2 separate regions of the Sus scrofa genome follow, and region 1 is linked to region 2. Evidence: chromatin contacts called from public Hi-C data. All regions are on one chromosome and are shown on one strand. Each heading gives the region's core, a stretch centred on a gene start, on an enhancer-like site or on the middle of the called end of the contact. The rest is flanking DNA. Distances are from core to core; before and after follow the strand shown. Region 1 holds the start of CD40 (CD40 molecule). Region 2 holds the start of SLC12A5 (solute carrier family 12 member 5).

Evidence for each region. Hi-C and Micro-C count contacts between places; a contact is called where the count stands out from the background.
Region 1: a Hi-C map of embryonic fibroblasts shows a contact between it and region 2, with 2.5 times the contacts expected there. The contact joins the promoter of CD40 here to the promoter of SLC12A5 in region 2. A contact is called at or near these places in 1 of 47 Hi-C or Micro-C datasets (embryonic fibroblasts) and 1 of 2 datasets of contacts at active chromatin or transcription factors (alveolar macrophages).

What each region holds. Positions count from the first base shown.
Region 1 is chr17:48,284,765-48,288,295 of Sscrofa11.1, reverse strand. It overlaps CD40 (CD40 molecule), which reads right to left and starts at 2,180. Exons shown (of 9, transcript NM_214194.1): 1 at 2,130-2,180. The coding sequence starts at 2,180. All of the region lies in intron 1 of LOC106506699 (a long non-coding RNA gene), which reads left to right.
Region 2 is chr17:48,190,113-48,193,904 of Sscrofa11.1, reverse strand. SLC12A5 (solute carrier family 12 member 5) reads right to left here and starts at 1,833. Exons shown (of 26, transcript XM_021078314.1): 1 at 1,626-1,833. The coding sequence starts at 1,746.

The DNA of each region.
Region 1 (3,531 bases), core at 931-3,430, 94 kb before region 2:
TGGCTTCAGTTTCTACATCTCTCAAATGGGAATAACACTACTCACCCCAAAGATTGGTTTGTGAAAATGAGAAAGAATTGATATATATGGCCTGGCATAGGCTCTGGAACACAATAATAGGTGTTCATTAAATGGCAGGTGTTTTTATTTTTTGTTTTTGTTTTTTACGGCCGACCCGCAGCATGTGGAAGTTCCTGGGCAAGGGATTGAATCTGCCTCGCAGCTGAGACCTACTGCGCAGGGCAGGGGATGGAACCCCCACCTCCCCAGTGACCCGAGCTGCTGCAGCTAGATTTCTAACCCACTGCACCACAGTGGGAACTCCTAAATGGCAGTTTTAATTAGCATACATATATACCAGTATTCACTTGGATGCCTAGCACCCTGGCTAACTGGCTGGTTGTACAGGATCCTGCCTCATGGGTGGCTGTCATTCAGGTGGGTGGGCAAATGACTTGAGGAAATACATCTTACCCCAAATGAGGAAGGAAACAGAAAAGGCTACTGCCCCCACCATCGCATCACAGCACGCTAGCCTATATATATTCTCTGTGCAACTCTGTGGATGTTCCCACCACGCTCCCAGAACCATGAAAGTCCTTTATGCCATGTTCAAACACATGAGAAATTTAGCTCCTCCTCTGAAAATCTGTCAATCCCCAGTTCCCACTTCACAGCTTCAGTCCTTCTGACACCAAGTAGCTCAGGACCAAGGTTTGGAGACTCTCACCATCTGAGAGGCAGGCTCAGGAATCAGGCAGATGAAGATTTACATGCAGTTTCCACCTAGCTATAAGAATTTGGGCAAGACATTGTCTCTCTCTGAGCCTCAGTGTGCCCATCTGTATAATGGGGGAGTTGAAAGAAGTCAGACAGAGAGTAAAGCATTTTGCTCAGAGCCTGACACCCAGGAAACGCTCCATAAATAGCTCCAGCTGTTGCTGAGCTTCATCTCAACCTGGAGCTATAACTGGGAGTTTGCTCTTGAGAAGCCCAGACCACGCTTCATCCTATCTCCCCCGGCGTTTCCTCCGCTTCTTCTCCATGAGCCCTCTTCCTGCCTCCTTTCTCCCTGAGAGCCATTGCTTAGAGTGAACATGAAAGCACTGAGACCAAAGCAGCCTCCCCTCTCTTCCCTGGCTGCCAACCCCCTACTTCATGGGTCATTCCTGTTCTGCCTTCATGCCAGAAACTACAGCCCTTGAAAGTTAGGGGGAGACCGAAGGGGCTGGAATGAGAGTGTCAGGTACTGGGGGGATTCCCGGCCTCCAAAATGAGGAACTACAAAAATACATTTAAACTAAAAGCGAGTCAAGTGTGGGCCTCTGAAAATTCCGGAGATATGCTTGGTTGGGCATATCCGAGCCTTTCTGGTGCCTAGAGAAACCCCCACTGGGCTTCTAACCCTTTCGTGTTCCCATAAACTGTTCATTTCCCCCAGAGTCTCCTATGTCATCTTAAACTCAGGAGGCAGAAACACAGCCTTAGATATCCCTCCTAAGTCAGATCACTCAGGATTTGGGGCTGGAGGTGGGAGTGTTAAAAGCTCCTAGGCTTCTCAAAGAAGCACCTGGGCCTCTGCATTCATCCCTTGTTCCCACAAGATGCCCTAAAAGAAGGCAGCCCCAGCTGGCCAGGAGGTGATAACCACTCACAGAGGCTGGCATCTGTCCACAATAGGAAAGAGACAGGAAACTGGCCAGACCAACCCTTTCCCTTGGCTGGGCTCCCTCCCCACTTCGGAAACCCGTCCTGTGTCTCGTGTGGCGGTGTCGTGTCTCGTTGTGGCCAGCCCCCGGCAGACCCCTACTCCAGGACTCTAGTCTGACCAGATAAAGCTTCAGGTTCCCCAAACCGCAGCCCCATCGCCGCCGGCTAGGCAAGTTTCCTACAGTGACCCCACCATGCGCTCTCTGTGGGCTACCTGAGACCCCTCTGCCTGGGAGGAGAGAGAGGCAGCCCACCCCATTCAGCCAGGACCCCGTGTACCTTACCCAGCTTCCACCCAGCTGCCCCGCACCCCCCAAATCAGCTAGGAAGTTCCCCTCCGCAAAGTCTCACTTCTCTTCCCATTCCCTACTCTCAAATCTCAAATTCCCGCCTCTGGTTGGAACAGAAATTCAACTTACGGCGGTCAAAAAGCAGCCCCAGAGGAGACACTTCAGAGGCAGACGAACCATGGCGAGGCGTAAACCAGGCAGCCAGTGCAGAGGCCGCGGGGACTGGGCCTCTACCAGTTCCCCTGTCCCAGTCCACGGACCTCCCAGGAAAGGGGCGGGGTCTTCGGGAACCAATCGCGACCAGCCTCCCTGGCGGGGGGCGGAGTTCCCGGCCTTGCCCCTCCCCGGGATTTCCCCTAGGACATTCCCAAGTGGTCTAATTCCCTCGGGAGTTTAGGGACGCGCTTTGGCGGGAGTTGGGGAGAAGGGGGACGTATGGTCCAGGAAAAGCCCCTTCTTGGGGCTCCTCGCCCCCCTGGGACTACGAAGGCCAAGCTTAGGTGAGCCAGGAGGCAGCCTGCTTCCTGGGCGGAGCTGGGGGGGGGCCGAGGGGAGGGAAGAGAGATCCCTCCGGGTGTTGGGAAAACTCCCCGCGGTTCTTCCCCGCCGCCTCTGGCAATCCCGACAGAACCGAAAAACGTCCCCCACCGCGTGGATGGAGAGGCCTGAGGAAGTTCCCAGAAAACGGGAAGGCCACAGCTGGGGCGTGGGAGGAGGGCTGGGGAGGCATTTCAAGGAAAAGAGTTTCCCAGCTTACAGTTTCACTCTCTTTCAAAGGAAATTCCCTCGCGTGGGCTCAGCGTCCCAGCCTCCCCATCCATCCATCCATCCATGCAATCCCTATCAGAGTCTATTCCCTCCCAGTTCCCATCTGCCGTCTGGAGACAGTCACTTAGAGTAGACCAGCCTTCTGTGGGATGGTAGGACCCTTTGAGAATCTTAGAAGACTGAGGATCCCCTAGTTCTGCAGAAACACATACACCCTTGTACCTGTTATTTCCCTGGTTCAGGCTCTCCAAGCCGTTTCTTGAACCAGTGTTAACTCACTCTGCTCTGCAGCAGGAAACACCTGGGTTCTGGTCTAGGCTCTGCCTCTGATGGGATGCATTTCCTTGAGCCTCAGCTTTCTTCAATGAAACCTGAGGAGTTTGAACTAGATAGCATTTGGGGTGGTGGCCCTCCAAGCTTTGAATTTCTGGGCCGGGCCAAAAGAACACACTACACAGGACCAGAGAGGATGGGAGAGGAGAGGGCTGCTACTGCAAAGGGCACATTTGCAGATGTGTAGATTCTACCTCTGGAATCCATCCCTTCTTTTCTATCCCCTTTGCTATTACCAGAATTCTGAGTCAGCATCTTTCACCCCTGCTGTCCCGGCAGCCTCATTCATTCAGTAAGCATTTGTTCAGCTTCTGCTATGTTCCAGACAGCTTCCTCCCTCTCTTTCTACCTCTCCCTCCCTCTTCCCCCTTCTTGCCTGTCTCTCTCTCTCTCTCTCTCTCTCTCTCTCTCTCTCTCTCTCTCTCTCTGG
Region 2 (3,792 bases), core at 584-3,083:
GGCAGAAGAATGTGGACAGGTACATGAGAAGCAGATGACGGGAGAGTTTGAGTGACAGACTAAAGGGTTTGGCAGTTTATCTTACAGGTGATGAGGGCTGGGGGTGGCTTGCAAACAGGATTGGAGGCAGGCAGACCAGTGAGGAGGCTGTGGTCACAGCTGCGTGAGAGATGATGGAAGTTTGGACCAGGGTGATGGTGACAGGAGGAGAGATGTGGGCAGATTCAGGATAAGGTTTGAAGGTGGAGTGGCTGAGACATGAGGAACAATCAGATCTGGTGGTAGGAGGAAAGAAGGGGTTGAGGATGGCTCCTAGAGTTCTGACTTTTAAATCTGTAAGGCTGTAAGGACATTCCTGAAAGTGATTAAAGGGCAGATTATGGGAAAGATGAAGAAAGAAAAGAGCCCTAAAATTCCTAGTGACCACGTCCAGGAGGTGGCTGGTTCACGGGACTGGAGCCTTCCAGAAATCTAGGCCTCAGTTCAGTCATCTGCCCAAAGAGGAGGTTTGCCAAAGTTTGAAACCCCTAAAGGGTTTTTGGTGCTCAGTTTTGCTGGAATCGGGGTGAGCTCACCTGCGGCTCAGCAGCGACCCCTGGAGGCCTGGGGAGGCTCTTTCTCCTCCCTGCTCTGGGGCCATTTGGAGCCGATTCTCCACGTTCCTTCCAGACCTGAGGGGCCCAGAGTCAGGGAGGGGAACCCCTGACAGGTGGCCCTTGCGGAGAAAACTGTGTGTGCATCCAGGATGCTAATTCTTCACCGAAGGCTAGAAGGATCCTTTCCCTCCTCTCTCTTCTGTACCCTGTATGTAACTTCCATGACGTGACCACTGCCCTGGGCCCTCCAGGAAGACGCCCCTAATCCATTACTCTAGTGCTGGCACCACCCACTGCTTGTGGAGCAGGAGTAGAGGGAGCTGAGTCCCAAAAGGTCGGGACTGGAGTCGCCAAAGGAGCCTCCCAGGATCTAGCTGTCTGGGGTCCAAACTTCTCTTTTCTCCCGTCTCCTTCCCGGGATTCCCCAGGCGCTGGCAGCGACGCCTCCCGGGTGGCTGAGGACTGAAGGATCCGCCAGGCACCAATGACCCGGCGACCCAGCGGAACTCATTTTTCCTGCTGCCCGCCACTCTACCCCTATACTGCTGGCCCAACCCCTTCTGTGGTCCCGCCCTTTTCTACCCCCAAACCCAAGCTGGTCCTGCCTCGTCCCATTGGCTCTGGACCCACCCACACGGCCCTCCCTTTTCCTGGTTCCACCTTCTCCCTCTCTGGTCCCGCCTCCTATCCGATGTGACCCCGCCCCTTTACTGCCCTCCGGCCCAGCCCCCTAGGTCTTAGCCCCTACATCACAAGATCCTCCCCTTCAACTCTAGCCCCACCCTCTTCTCTGTGTCCCCGCCCACCGCTATTCTGGCCCCTCCCTTCATCATTTCCCCTCCACCAGCCTTACCCCACTTTCCTAGGTCCCAACTCGCTCTCCTTTCTCCGGCCCTCGGCTGGGACCCTACCCCACCCCGCCATGGCCCCGCCCCTCCCTACAAGACCTGCCCACCAAGGGGGGCCCCCCCACTCCCCTCCATAGCCCCGCCCCCATATCGGTAGGCCCCGCCCCCCTGCGGCCTCTACCTTTGGCGTCTTCCCCAGAGAGGTGGCGGAGACCGGCTGCTGGATGCCGTTGGGACTCCGGGTCAGAGGTCCCGGCAGGGCCCGCGGGTGGCAGTGAAGTGACAGTGAACCTGCGGCTCATGGTGCGGAAAGGGGCCGGGCGGCCGCGGAACGGGCCCAGATTGCACAAGTGGCCGCAGCCCGGCTCCTGAAGGCTGAAAGAGCGGATTCCCCCTCCACGCCGGCCGCCCCCCGCCGGCCGCGGCGCCGCGCAGGGTCCTAGTGCCCGCTGTGCTGAGGCTCTGTATCTCATCACTTAGCTCTGAGGCCCTGGACTCTCAATTCCACTGGAACCGCTTGAGGATCCCCCTCGCTGCTGAGAGCTTTCCCTGTACCAGGGACCCCAGCATGTGGCTCCTGGAACCGGCGCTCCTCTGCTGGGGTCTCCTAAACATCTGGGTTTCATTCACACTCATTCATTCAGCACATCTTGACAGCTCACCTGTGTTTCAGGCATTGGTGCTAGGCTCTGGGGATACAGCACTGGATGAGACCCACTGGCTTCCTTCCCTCGTGTGGCTTAAGTCCTAATGTGTGAGAGGAGAGAGATGATAAGTGAGCAAACGCATAAACAAGATAATTTGAGATTGTTGTATATGTTAAGAAGAAAAGGTGAGGAGTTCCCATCGTGGCGCAGTGGTTAACGAATCCGACTAGGAACCATGAGGTTGCAGGTTCAGTCCCTGCCCTTGCTCAGTGGGTTAACGATCCGGCGTTGCCATGAGCTGTGGTGTAGGTTGCAAACGCGGCTCAAATCCCACGTTGCTGTGGCTCTGGCGTAGGCCTGCGGCTACAGCTCCAATTAGACCCCTAGCTTGGGAACCTCCATATGCTGCGAGAGCAGCCCAAGAAATGGCAAAAAGACAAGAAGAAGAAGAAGAAGAAGAAGAGGAAGGAGGAGGGGAAGGAGGGGAGGAAGAGGAGGAAGAAGAGGAAGAAGAGGAGGCCCAGGGATAATGAGTAGAGGGAAGAACTGCTTTAGGGCATGGTCTGAGAAGACCTCTCAGAAGATGGAATATTTAACCTGAGACTTCACTAATGAGAAGGAGCCAATTAAGCAGAGATGTGGGGGAAGAGCTCTCTTGAAGAGAAAATAGCAAGTGCAAAGGCCCCGGGGTGAAAAGAGGCCTGGATGGTTTAGGGAGCAGCAAGAAGGCCAGTGTGTCTGGAACAGTGAGCGAAAAGCGTGGTGGTGAGGAGATGAGGGAGGAGAAGAAGGCAGATCCTAAGGCTTCAGGGAGGCATCTGGATTCTTTCCTAATCTACCAGGGAACCCGTGAGAAGTTTTTGAGTCGGGAAAATGAAGTAATCTGACTTATATGTTAACGGGGTCACTCTGGCTGCTGGGTGAAAACTCAACTAAGGGCAGGCGTAGAGGCTGAGAGTCTGATGAGGAGGTTTCTGCAGACCCCCAGGTAAGAGGTACTGTTAGCTGGGCTAGGATGGTGGCAGTCATCTGATTCCAGATACATTTTGGAAGTAGAACCTACAGGGCCTGCTGCTGGATTGGACGTTGCATGTAATGGAAAGAGGCCTCAAGGAGGATCCTGGAAAATCTCATGCATTGCTGGTGGGAATATAGATGGGCAGAACCGCTTTGGAAAATTGTTTGGTCACATCTGCTAAAGTTGAACTTACACATACCTGTCTAGCCAGCAATTCCACTCCAAGGTATATGCCTGTAAAATACTGTTTAACTAACGTGAAAATAGTCACAGTCTATCTTTAAGGAGTTCCAGTTGTGGCTCAGTGGTAACAAACCCAACTAGTGTCCATGAGGATGAGGGTTCCATCCCTGGCCTTGCTGTCTGGGTTAAGGATCCAGCGTTGCTGTGGCCATGGTGTAGGCCAGCAGCTGCAACTCCAATTCGACCCCTAGCCTGGGAACGTCTGTATGCTTCTGGGGTAGCCCTTAAAAAGCAAAAAAAAAAAAAATGTATCTTTAAGCTGTTATAAATGATGATAGTAACTCTTGGGATGAAGAGGCAGTGATTACAAGAGGGCATGCGGGGGTTTTTAGGATGCCGGTGATGTTTTGTTTCTTGATCTGGATGCTGGTTACAGTTGTGTTCAGTTTGTGAAACTATATTGTAATGTACACTTGTGATGGGCTGACCTGTCTGTATGT